Regions from separate parts of the Triticum aestivum genome. Here all the other regions are linked to region 2. A link is a contact called in public Hi-C data. All regions are on one chromosome and are shown on one strand. The core of a region is the stretch at or near the end of the contact, and the rest is flanking DNA. Distances in the headings are between cores, read along the strand shown.

Region 1 (4,308 bases), core at 1,123-3,622, 180 kb after region 2:
ATTAGTGGTCTGTCTGATGCTTTGCTGAAGCGCATGAGTCCGATGGGTCACAATCATCTCATAGTTAATTGGGGAGCCACTAGGTCCTTCAGGAAGAGGATCTGCTGCTGAGTGAGTAAGAGTGATAATGGCTTTCGACCATATTGACAGGCCTAGGACACTGGTAATGCATTGCAATAGGGATAGGTCGTCTGCACCTTGCCGTTGGGTATCGATCCGATCAACATACAAAACAATGTCAGGGGGGCATTTCTTGATATACTTCTTAACAGACTTGAGCATTTTCCTGTTTGATTTTCCATCCCTAACTGTAGTCCCAAGTCCTGGAGTGTCAATGACACGAAATTTAACACCACCAACAACTCCAGTAATCTCCTTCACGAAACATGTTGCTGGTAGAAAAGCATTTGTTTTGGATTTATCCTCACCAAAGATGGAGTTTATTGTTGCACTCTTTCCCACCCCTGTCTTCCCAAGGACCAATACATTGCAGGAGAATTCCAAGTCATCTGTTCCCTCTGTCTCAAGCTGCAAAGCCCTGCTCCAGGCATTCTCAAGTTCTGAGGAATGGTCTGCCATCCTTATGCGCCTGAAGCCTTCAACGAGACTGAGCCGATATAACACTTGTACAGGTACCTGATGTTCAGTGTCATACCCTAATCTATACACAAGACGCAGATACTTGATTCGTGCCATGTCCACCTTTATGTACAACTTCTTCTCCTCATCAGTCATCGTGTTCTCCGGGTCAGCAACTGCATCCAGCACATGGGTAGAAGCCACACTTGTCCTAGGGACACCGACCACGGTATGGGATGGTTGGATGGAATCAGAGGTTTCAACTGGAAACACCTTGGCCTTGCCCTGTGTAGGTGATCTGTTTGCCGCCCTGAGAAGCTCAGCTAAAGCTGCATAATCAAAAAGCTCAGTCTCCTTTCCGCTCAACTCCTCCGCTTCATAATCATCATCCAGCTGATCCTCATCTGAATCATCCAAACTGGAGGCAGGCACATTGTCCTCCATTTCTTTTCCAGGAGATTCTAAAGCATTGTTTGTCCCAATGATTGGTACAGATGCAGGTTCACCAGAAGGTTCATGATCGCCATCAGTTTCACCATCCACCTTGTGATGACCCGCGTCAACAGTAAACTGTGAGCTGTCAACATTGGTATGAACTTCCACAGGCTCAACAGTGGCATCTCCTGTGGCAACATGTTGAGGGCTGGCATCATCAGAATGTGTGACAACCTCATGCTTGGGCGTGGTATGTTCTGCATCAGAATCAGCATTGTGAATTTCAGGACCAGTAGCTTCTGCTTCTGTAGAACTGATCACATGAGGCAATTCAGCAACCTCATGCTTGGGTGTGGTATCTTTTGCATCAGAGTCATCATTGAGAAGGTCAAGACCAGCATCTTCTTCTTGTTGAGAAGAATTCACCGCAGGAGGCAATTCCACGACAACTTGCTCCTGCTGAGACCCCCCAGCATTCCCCTCTGAAGCATCCACAATGCGGGTGCCACCAGCGTCACCAATGGAAGGCTCAGGCTCCACACCGTTGACAGCCTCAGCACCAGAATCCTCAGCTCCCTGTTTACCACCATTCATCAAGGACATATCCGAGAGATTTACCAAATCACTGAACGCCGCGCCGTCATCCAGCACGCTCATGGAGCTGACGAAGCTCCCATCCAGCGAGCCCTCGGCGGCCGCGCCCGCGGAGGCCGCAAAGACGCCGCCATCCTCCTCCAGCCCGCTCCCCGCTCCGGCGTCGACGAACACGTCGGCGGCGGCCTCCTCCTCCTCGGCCCCCTCCGCCGCGCCGAAGTACTCGCTCTCCCAGGAGGACGCGGAGGAGCCGGCCCCGGCCGCGGAAGCGGGGGGCGAGGGGGCCGTGGCCTCGTCCGAGGAGGGGGAGGGCGGCGGCGGGGGCACCCTGGCGATGCGGAAGAAGCCGTTGGAGACCTCCTCGAGCACCTCGTCCCCGGACGAGCCGGCGGCGTCGTCGAACAGGTCGGCCTCGTCGTCCGTGGACGACGAGAGCTGCGCCGCCACCCGCGGCGCGCCGAGGACGGGGCGCGGGCGCGGGCGCGGGGCCTCGGGGGGCGAGGTCGATGGAGAGCGGGACGGCGACGCGGCGCCGGAGGAGAGCGAGGATGCGTACCCTTCGTCGTCGTCGCCGGAGTCGTCGAAGGAGGTGAGCGGCGCGCGGATGAGGAGCGCCATGCCGCCGCGCGTAGCCGGGGCGGCGGAGGGAGCCGAGGTGGAATAAAAATTGAGTCTTTTACGGCGGGCGGGTTTGTTTATTGGTCTCGGCCTCTCGGGTCTCCGTCCGGGAGTAGTGGTGGCAGTTGCGAGGCCGAGGGTTGAGGAGGACCGGATTCCGTCGGGTTGGTGGTGAGACCTCAGCCGCAGGGTGGGTTGGATCTTGGATGGGCTAGGGTTTGGATCCTTCGAGGCAGGAATTGGACTCTTGTTGGAGTGAAATTTGGGGTTTTTATTACTATCGTTTCTTCAGCTCCCTCCTCCTTGTGTTGGAACTTTGTGGCTCTGGCCATAGGATCTTGTGGTGGTGTGGTGATTTTAGCTGCTTAGGATTATCATCTTTTTCCCCTTCTTGTTGCCTTGCATTGGAGGGTTTTATTAATTCTTGGGGGTGAAGCAGTGGTGGACGTGTACAGCAAGGTGTTTTTTTAAGACAAGTTGTTCTTTTTCTTTCTTGTTTATTTTGTGTGGAAGAAAAAATTTAAATAATGAGAGGCAGGAAAATATGTAAAAATAAGTTTAACATGTTCCTTTTGAAAGGTTGCCACGTGTTATTTATTCAAAGCTATAGGACAAAACTGACACACCTTCAATAGTTTTAGGACCTAAAACTGCAGTTTCGAAGATATAGGACTAAACTGACACATCTCTGATAGTATTACGAATTATGACGCATTTTACTCTTTATTCAATAAGGCAGATTATATCACATGATGAGATGATCATCATAATCAAGTCCATTCAATCCAACTGTCCTTGAACTCCCTTTTTGCTATATTTCTTGGAGCATGTGTCTCAAACTGAATTTTTTTTATCCTTCGCCTTAATATTTCAAGACTTTATATCATTTACTAGATCTTTGATTTAATATGAGGTGATAGTCAATGTGAAATTTAATTGTTGTTTTTATTTACACCGCACAGTCTTGATATTTTAAATGGAACCCTCCCTTGTCAATGCCTTTATTTGAACCTCTAGATTTCTTGGCAAATATTATGCTTAGTACATTTGTTTATTTATTATTGTTAGGATTGCTTCCGTGTGGTTGAGAAGGTGTAATTATTTGTAGAAGATGATATGAAGGTATAAGTTACATACATGGATGATAGTGTTGGTTAAAGTTACATACATGCATGCTAGTGTTGGTTAAACGTACTCTACACTCCTGGGAATCATCGAGTCTTGTTTCCCAAATGAAAGTAAACTGAAGTCTTGATATTTGCATTATGTGGTAATGTTGTTATGATAAATGTCAAAATCCACCTCTTTATTTTCACAAGCTCGTTATCGTGAACCATATTTATTAGGAAGATGGACCAGTTGATGTTCCTATATATGTTTGCTTTGCTAAGGTATCCACCTTCCTCCAGCCATCCCTTCACCTGCAGATCCCTGTTTCTCTTGCCCATAATGGTGAGAGTGACACCATCTCGAATAAATTTGTCTTAGATATTTCACCATGTCAATAGTTGATGTGGTGTCGTCAAGTAAATGTCCTCGTTTTCTTGCCTGTTGTTCACACTGGCGATATAAGTTATTTTGTGGGTCACTGGTGGTTTGCTATCTTTCATCATCAACATCTGGGACAAGATGTTGGTCTAGGATCGGGATTTATGGTTCAACGACAGTGGAGTCGGCATTTCTTCTAACTTGCTTGTCTAGACGCGATGCATCGAGATCTAAGCCAGGTTTGATGAGTTCATTCTGCTCCATTTGTTAAGCGCGAGAGCTATATCTACTCTGTCTCGCAATAGGTGATCGCGAGATGGGTCGGCCCAATATGAGTTCCATTGGAACGGGTTTTAGGAAGCGTCTATGATCGATTCACATCGGTTTTAGTAGCTTCCATATGGATTATTCTTTTCTTTTTTATGTGTGTTTTCTCTTTCAGTTTTCTTTTTTATTTTGGTTTTCTATGTTTCTTTACCGATTTTCTTCCTGTGTTTTTTTCAATACATATTGTAATTTTTCTTGAAGACATTTGGAATATTTTTTATACACATTGGTCATTTTCAAATATATGATGAACATTTTCAAATACAT
Region 2 (3,767 bases), core at 1,190-3,689:
TAGCTTATGTCAATTATGCACACTGGGGACACACATCTATTGTTCAAGTACAGATTTTGTTCGCCGCATTTGGGAGGAGCTTAGAGTTTGGTTAGGCCATGTCGAGATCCATATTGATCATTGGTGCAACTTCAGTTTGGACATGGATTGGCGATGTTCCATGATAACCTTTCAACGGCATTATGAAGAAGGGGATCACATCCAGTGGCGAAGGCAGCCCCCCCCCCCCCCCCCCCCCCGCTATGCTCTAAAAAATACACCTATATGTACTCCTAATGCTCCATTTGTTAGACAAAATTAGCTAGGTTTAGATGATTTGACCCCCTCAAACATCATATGACATGTTTTGGCCCTCTCTATATTCAGTTTCTGGCTCCGCCACTGACATCCCTTGTTATGCGTACTTCGTTGGCAATTTGCAATGAGGAGAATGTGACGGTCTTTCTCCCATATCTAGTGACATCACATATAAGACTAAAGCCGAAGCCGTCGTGCTAGGGATGCGGGCACAAAACACTCGAGTTCAATCATGCTGCGAGAGTAGGGCTCGTTTTAATGTGCAGTTGGATCAAGTTGTAATTATTTGTACACTCTTTTAAATTTTAATTAAAATAGACTAGGGAAAATATTTTGCCTCCATTTAAAAAAAAAGGATCCTAGTCAACGTGTAATTGCGTGCAACTCTTTGTACCTTTAGCATTATTGCAGTATTATATATCCAGAAAAAAGAAGCACCGTCGATCCTAGCTCATTCAACGCCATCCATATCCATGGACGACCACGGCTTGGCGACCAGAAGCAGAGGCGCCTTGAGGCACACGGAGATGCCGTACAGCTCGCTCATGTCCACCGGCGGCGCCCTCCCGCCGGGCAGCTCCCAGTTGAAGCCATGCACGAGGCTCGCCAGCGCCAGCTCGTTGGACAGCATGGCGAACTCCACCCCTGGGCAGCCCCTCCTCCCGGCGCCGAAGGGCAGGAACGAGAAGTCCTGCCCGGCACCGCCGAGGCCGTACCCGACGAACCTCTCCGGCGCGAACTCCTCGGCGCGGGGCCCCCACGTCGCCGGGTCGCGGCCGATGGCCCACGCGTTGATCAGGACCCGGGTGCCCGCCGGCACGTCGTAGCCCAGCAGCCGGGTGTCCTCCAGCGTCTCCCGCGGCAGCAGCAGCGGCGACGGCGGGTGGAGCCGCAGGGTCTCGTTGATCACGGCCTTCAGGTACGGCAGGCGCGGGAGATGGGCCTCCGTGACGACGGCGCCGGCGCCGGGGCCGGGGCCGACGGCCGAGCGGACCTCGGCCTGGAGCCTGCGCATCTCGTGCGGGTGGTTGATGTGCTCCGCCATGGCCCACTCGAGCAGCGCGAAGGTCGTGGCCGTGGCGGCGGCGAGCACGTCCAGGATGATGGACTTGATGCTGCCCGTGTCCAGCTCGTCCGCGTCCAGCATCACGTCCACAAAGTCTTCAACGTCCCCGGTGGCGGCGGCGGCACGGCGTCGCTGGCGGTGGTCGGCGATGACCCGCTCCAGCAGCCCGTCCATCTCCTCGAAGACGCGCTTGGCCTTCCGCTCCAGCCCTGTCACCGTGTCCACCCATCCCAGCCACGGCACCGTCTCCTCCATGGGCACCGTGCCCAGCAGCTCCTCCATCTCGCCGAACGCCTTCCTCAGCCTCGCGCCGCCGCCCTCCACCCCGCAGTCCGCGTCGCCGAGCGTGCAGCGGGAGATGACACCGTTGGAGTAGCCGTTGAGGCTGTCGCTCAGGTTCACGACGCCGCCAGAGATGCCGGCGCGGCGGACCCGGCCGACGAGCGCGGCGGCCTCCTGCGCCCGCACGCGGCCCAGGGACGCGACGCGGCGCGCGCTGAGCATGTGGACGGCGCAGACGCGGCGCGCCTGGCGCCAGTGGTCGCCGTAGGGCGCGAAGCCGATCCCGCCGGTGCCGTAGTAGAAGCGGTCGACCATGAGGAGCCTGGGGCGGCCGGCGAAGTCCAGGTCGCGGGTCTTCATGGCCTCCTCCGCCGCGGCCGGGGAGGACGCCACGACTGTCGGCACGCGGCCGAGCCGCAGGTGCATGACCGGGCCGAGGGACGAGGCCAGGGACCGGAGGCTTCGGTGCGGCAGGCTCCCGAGCAGGTGGAGGTGGCCGACGACCGGCAGGCCCCGCGGCGACGGGGGCAGCCGCGGCGCGTTGCTGCGGCGCCTGGTGGAGACGAGGAGGGTGATCACCAAGACAAGGAAGGCGAGGGCGGTGATGAGCGCGGGCGAGTTCAACGGCGCAACAACCATTTCTGCAACCATTCTAGCTAGCTAGCTTGTGTCGTGTACTGGTTAGAAGCCGGTGCATTGCCACGATGACATATATTCTCTACACAAAACACAAAAGGGACATATATATATTGAGCACAAGTGAATGTGCCATTTCCAGCCACCACATCATAATTTTCTTCCTCCCCTTACGAATTGTTGTCAACATACACGCCACGGTTTTCGCCCTCCTACCGAACATGTTGTTTTCAACCCGCACACCCCGATTTTCTTCCTCCTAGCTAGCCTGACGCTTTTCTTCTCCATCCACAAATACAAATTCATTTTCGTTTATTTCACCCTTCATGTTTGCTCCTCCTAGACCCTATTAATGTCACTCGCTCTCTAGCCACATATCGATTCTCCATTGTGGTCCGACAACTGATGGCGACGAATTAAGCATGCCACAATATTATGGGGGAGAAGGATATGCCTCAATGGAGGTTCTACCAACATGGCGACGACCAACTTCACTAATGGAGATTTCCTTTTTGAGGAATGGGTCTTGGAGATAATACCCATAAATGGAGCATTCGGACCCAACGTCCATATCCACATCCGCATCAATGGAGAATCAGCCATTCATTCTTATTATGAAGAATGAGAAGTAACTGATAGAACTGTGTTGGATTTCATTGATGCAAAGCTATATATACAAGTCGAAGGGACCCCTCAGAGAGATGCCGGTTACATATTGTGAGAGAGAAAAAAAGGGAAGCGTCTGAAAAATTCTCCTTGCACAACACCGCTTCTTGAATAATCTATCATTAAAAGCTTCTTGTATATTCATCTTTCATTTTAAGAAATCCTTTTATAGTCTCGAAATTCTCCACCAAAAAACCTGTGGAAAAATATGTGGAGAATTGTACAGAAACGTTCTAAAGCTTCTTTAAATCCAGTGAAAAAATAATAAGAAAAAAAATGATGCAACATATAATGGTTATTGTCTCCTATAGCTCAAATGACAAAACCTTTGAGAAGGGAGAACACTCATTGGTTAGTGTAGAGAGCAATAAATGTGCTTTGTATATTTTCCTTTATAATTCCGGTGGGGAAAAGCTTGAAAATATTGCATATGATCTTAAAATATTTTGCTTCACTAAAACCCGTTATTAGAAAATTTGATAGGAAAACTAATAAGGCTAAAGAATGTGATCTGATATACCATTGAGAACTCATATAAAATCCAGCGGGAAAATATAAGGAAAAACTAATATGACATATGTGGACACTTGTATCTATATTTAATATGACATATGTGCACACTTGTATCATTTAGAACCTTTTATGAGAAATCATAAGGGAAGAATCATGAAGGAAAAAGAGTACAATATATGCAACCTGATGATTGTCAACATGTTATAATTTGGGTGTTTACTCCCTTTGAACACTGCAAATCTGGAGGATGTGTTATACCAGTTCCATTGACATGATTATGGAATGTAGAAGATGGTAATGACACTTT
Region 3 (4,395 bases), core at 932-3,431, 160 kb after region 2:
ATTTGTCGACATTTCTTGGATCAAAACAAGGGGATCGGAGAAGATTACCTTGAGGGAGGGATTGAGTTCGAAATCCACGGATAAAATCTTCAAATTTGAAAGATTTGGGGGAAGATTTGAGAGGGGGAGAGAGGAGGCAAATCTCGGGTGGGGATGCTTTGGGTGTTGGTGTGTGTGGGGGGGAGAGGGAGTGGGGTAGGGCGGCCAGTCAGCCAACTAGTAACAGACAGTGCAGCGCCTAAGGGCTAGGCGCTGCATATTCATGTGTGGCGCCTAGCTCGGAGGCCCCGCACTGCTGGGTGCGAGCCTCGGGGTTGTCACGCTGGACAGGGGTGCAACGTCCCGGAGCTAGGCGCTGCACCGTAGGGCGTCTGTGTGTCAGGTGCCACTCGAAAAGGTCAGACGAATGAAATTTTTTAGAGGCATTTCATTTTGTGAATTAATTTCGTTCACAAGTCAAAATTGTCAAATTTGCCCGAGTGCGCGGGCTGGGCACGAGCCGGTCCGGTCCAGCCTTTGGCTCGGCCGCGTGGGTGTCGGTGGCCGGTGCGTGCAGTGCCGGTGGCTGGTGAGTGTGTACCGTGTCAGAAAGATGAGTTGATGCATTGATTGACTGTGATGGATTGTCAGCGATGGTTGGTGGGAACTTTAATTTCAACGAGGAGCTGATTGACTGGGGTGTGGGTGTGTTTTTGTGCGCGAGCCAGAGAGGGAGGCTGATCGTGCCACTGAAGCAAGCCTCGTGCGTTGTGTCTCACTGTAGAGAGGAATAATTTCAGATCTTTCTTTTTTGTGTGCGGGGATAATTTCAGATCTACTACTCGAGATAGATAGCTCATGGAATAAGCACAAAGCACATGGCAGTGGGACACCCTTGCTTTTGGTTCCAGCGGGTGGAGAAGTGGCCGGGCGGCCATGCCGGCCGGAGCGCAGAGTAGCTGGAAGACGACGCGTCCTCGTCCTGGCCCGCCGTCGGTTTGCTGGCTCGTTGGGTACATGGGCCTCACCGGCTCGTCTGATGTGACTTTTTTTTCTTAGATTAGAAAACTCAAAAAACCACCCTTTTCTATTTTTTGCAGGTACTTTTTCCTATTTTAAAAAGGGTCATTTTCCAACCCGTGTTTCTTTCCCTTAAGATAAGAAAATGTATTCTTTTTGTCAATGAAATATATATACTTTCTCTGTAAAGAAATATAAGAGCTACTCGGGAAGTCGTCGTGCTAATGCCCCGTAAAACTAGCGTAATATAACAAAAACCGTCGCCGATAAAGACTAGCGTAAATCGAAAGAATCCAACCTGAAGAAACACAGACGTAGATTAACTAAACCAGATCCGAACAAATCCACCGAGGACAAATTCGTCGGAAACACACCTCTACACGCCCATTGATGATGATAGACACATCATCCAGACGGGGGCTAGACGAGGAGAACCTAATTCTATCTCCACGGAGTTGCTGCCGTCTCACCTTTCTGAGCCGGACACAAACCCTAACAAAACTTAAAGGAACATTTTAAAACATAGCCCTCCCGTCGGCAAGGGTCAGGATCCACTACGCCGTCATTGACCTAAGGCCATCGGAGACGAGACGAACCGGCAGCGGCGCTGGCAGAAGGCAGATAAACCCTAAGCTTTTCTTGGGTGAGGAGGCGATTGCGTAAAAAAGTTATACTCTTCATTAGTTGACCCGTCCAGTTTTTTGTTTGTAGCTCCGCCACTGGTTTATACGTAAGTTATCAGGTCAGTGGTACATAAGTTATCATCTTATTTAGACAGAAGTTACTGGGGGATGTTATAACAACATTTTCCCCTCGGGTGGTCAAAAAGTGGTATTTTATTTGAACTCGACACGAGCCAAGTAGTGGGTGAGTTGGCTAATGTGTTAAAGATCTGAATATGAAGTGTTGAGTTCAATTCCTAGCTTTAGCATGATTCTTTTAAGCTATAAAACTACAAGTATCGAAATTGCTAGCGCCGAGGAAAACATATCATGATTAACGCTCACCTGCCCCATGTCCCCATGTAAATTAGCATCGTCATTAAATGCCTAAATTAGGATCCCACAAAAACCGCAAAGATACCGAAAATCAGAAAAGAGGGAAGCGAGCGCGCCCCACGCGATCGGAATCGAACCACAAACGAGTCATTCGGATCTCCTGCAGAATTCCGAGAGTTCGGAAATTAGCTTTGTCGAAAAAATTCAGAAATTAGCTTTGTCCAAAAATAAAATAAAAGGTAGGCAGCTTCCCCAATTTGTTCTTACCACCCCCATGGTGCCTCTTCTTTTGCAGTTCACATGCCATCTCCCGCCGCTATATGCTCCATCCGCCGCGTGACTGCCCCTGCTGCCATCCACGGCTGACCCCGTCTACCATGCACCTCGCAGTCACAGGGGCATCAGCTCGATCCCGCGGCCGTGATGCAGGGATTGTCCCCGACGATGACGACAAGCGGTGGGCAGCAAGAGGATTCCGCACGGCCAGCAACATGGCCTGCGGCCACTGCCGACGCCGATGTCGTTCGGCGAGGCCATGGACGAGTAGACGCGGTGTGGTGCTACGTGGCCGCAGGCGACGAGATCGCTGGGCACCGCCATGGTAGAGAACAACAGGAGGACGAAACTAGCTAACCCTAATTCACTCGATTGTGGTAGTTGCGTACGTACACGCCAATCGGCAGCTTACGATATGTACACGGGAATGGGTTGTTGGGATTGAAAGCCGATGGTAGGCGGGATTCTTGTGCTTTGAGATGGTGGTAGCCAGGTGGCATCCATCCCAGATGGGTCTAAAAGCATCTTCAATAGATGGTCCATATGTAAAAATACCTAACTTTTGGACCGTCTCGGGCCAAAAACGCTGCTCCAACAGACGGTCCATATGCAAAAAAAATTGGATTGCGGCCTCCTCGTGATGTAAAATACAACACCTCGCGGTGCAAATATACATCACGAGATGCATCTAGTCCGAAACCAGCCGCCGCCCGCGAACGCCCAACCGCCATTTCATTTCCTTTCCCGCCCGCTCCCGTCCGCCCGCCCGAAGAACAGCCGGTCGGAATCCGCCGCCGCGACCGCGCAAAACCTCGTCGTCGGCGCCGCCACCACCTCACATCCCTGCCGCCGCCCTCCGCCGTCGCCCCCGTCGCCTCCCCGCCGCCGAATCGGGTGGCAGCCGGCGCGGGATTCGGCCCCTCCGGCGGTCCGGCTGCCGCGGTAGGCCTCCGCCGGGGCTTAGACTGCCGCCGACCACCTCCTGTCGGCTGTGAGCCTGTCCACGGCCGTTGCGCCGGCCGCAAGACCGCCGCAGCAAGCCCTCCGCCCGGCTGCCAAACTAGTCTTCGCCGCCCGCCGAGCTCCTCTTGGCCGGCCTCCAACCTCATTTCTTATCACCGCCGCCGTCCGGAGACGACCGCAGCCGTCAGCAGCAGCCAATCCAACCGGTGGCCATCTTCTTCCACCGCGCGCACAAGGTGTTCAATGGAATTCCCCAAGGTAAAAAAAAATGACAAAACTTGATGATTTAACTTGGGACATGAGTTCCCCAAGGTAAAAAAATGACAAAACTTGGTGATTCCCCAACGTGTTGTTTTGCATCTCCTGGATCTAAAGAACTATGTAATAATTTGATATTGTGGACGTGAATTTTTTTAATGTTATTTTGAAATATGTGCGGTTGCACAGTGGCTGGACAGCGGCTGAACAGCAGCCGGGCGGCTGCTGGCCGGTTTTGGACCATCTATTGGAGTTGCTCTTTTGGACCATGAATTTGGACCATCTGTTGGAGTTGGCCTTTTTCGGAGCTCCAAAACGCACTTTTTGGCGGTCCAAAATTTACATCTCCAGTTTTGGACCGTCAAAATTTGGACCATCTATTGGAGATGCTCTAACCTGCTAGGGAATGAGACCGGCCTCATAGAATTCTTTTGGTAAACATTTGGGAACGGACGACCGGCTGAGCGGTCGGCCAGTCGCGTCCCTCACGCGTATCCAGTGCAGGCCCAGAAACCTTATCTCCTCCATCACTTTTTTCTTATCCAAACGAAGCGCATCTCCTTGCTCTGTTCAATCCCCTCCCCTTTCGCTCCCTCCTTCTTTCAATCTGGCCAGCTGGTGAGAGCCCTCCGCCATAACATCTCCTCTATCCACGCCGGCAGGCGAGGTCGTCGGTGTCGAAGGCGGCTGGGCCTATGCGCTGCAACTGGCCAAGACGGGCAACCGCACGCTCGGGGCGACGGCCTGGCCATGCCCCCCCCCCCCCCCCATGCATATGTTGTCCTCCAGCTTCACGCTACATGCTCCGACGAGGCTGAGCTACAAGCGGCGACCGGTCATCGGAGAAGATGTGAACCGTAGCGAGACATGCTGCAACCAGTCTTGGCGGAAGCTGGGACCG

Evidence for each region. Hi-C and Micro-C count contacts between places; a contact is called where the count stands out from the background.
Region 1: a Hi-C map of leaf shows a contact between it and region 2, with 4 times the contacts expected there. The contact joins the promoter of LOC123123647 here to the promoter of LOC123123648 in region 2. A contact is called at or near these places in 2 of 5 Hi-C or Micro-C datasets (both in leaf) and 1 of 1 datasets of contacts at active chromatin or transcription factors (leaf).
Region 3: a contact with region 2 is called in a Hi-C map of leaf, with 4 times the contacts expected there. The contact joins the enhancer-like site here to the promoter of LOC123123648 in region 2. A contact is called at or near these places in 3 of 5 Hi-C or Micro-C datasets (leaf and an unstated tissue) and 1 of 1 datasets of contacts at active chromatin or transcription factors (leaf).

The regions. Positions count from the first base shown.
Region 1 is chr5D:541,633,164-541,637,471 of IWGSC CS RefSeq v2.1, reverse strand. It overlaps LOC123123647 (translocase of chloroplast 101, chloroplastic), which reads right to left and starts at 2,372. Exons shown (of 1, transcript XM_044544198.1): 1 at 1-2,372. The coding sequence starts at 2,226.
Region 2 is chr5D:541,814,704-541,818,470 of IWGSC CS RefSeq v2.1, reverse strand. It overlaps LOC123123648 (cytochrome P450 71A1), which reads right to left and starts at 2,439. Exons shown (of 1, transcript XM_044544199.1): 1 at 653-2,439. The coding sequence starts at 2,296. The coding sequence ends at 749.
Region 3 is chr5D:541,654,182-541,658,576 of IWGSC CS RefSeq v2.1, reverse strand. No RefSeq gene overlaps it. Among protein-coding and RNA genes, the nearest start is that of LOC123123647, 21 kb to the right of the region's middle. Within about 2 kb of position 2,181, at least 2 of the 8 cell types and tissues checked have an H3K27ac peak or open chromatin away from gene starts, as enhancers often do.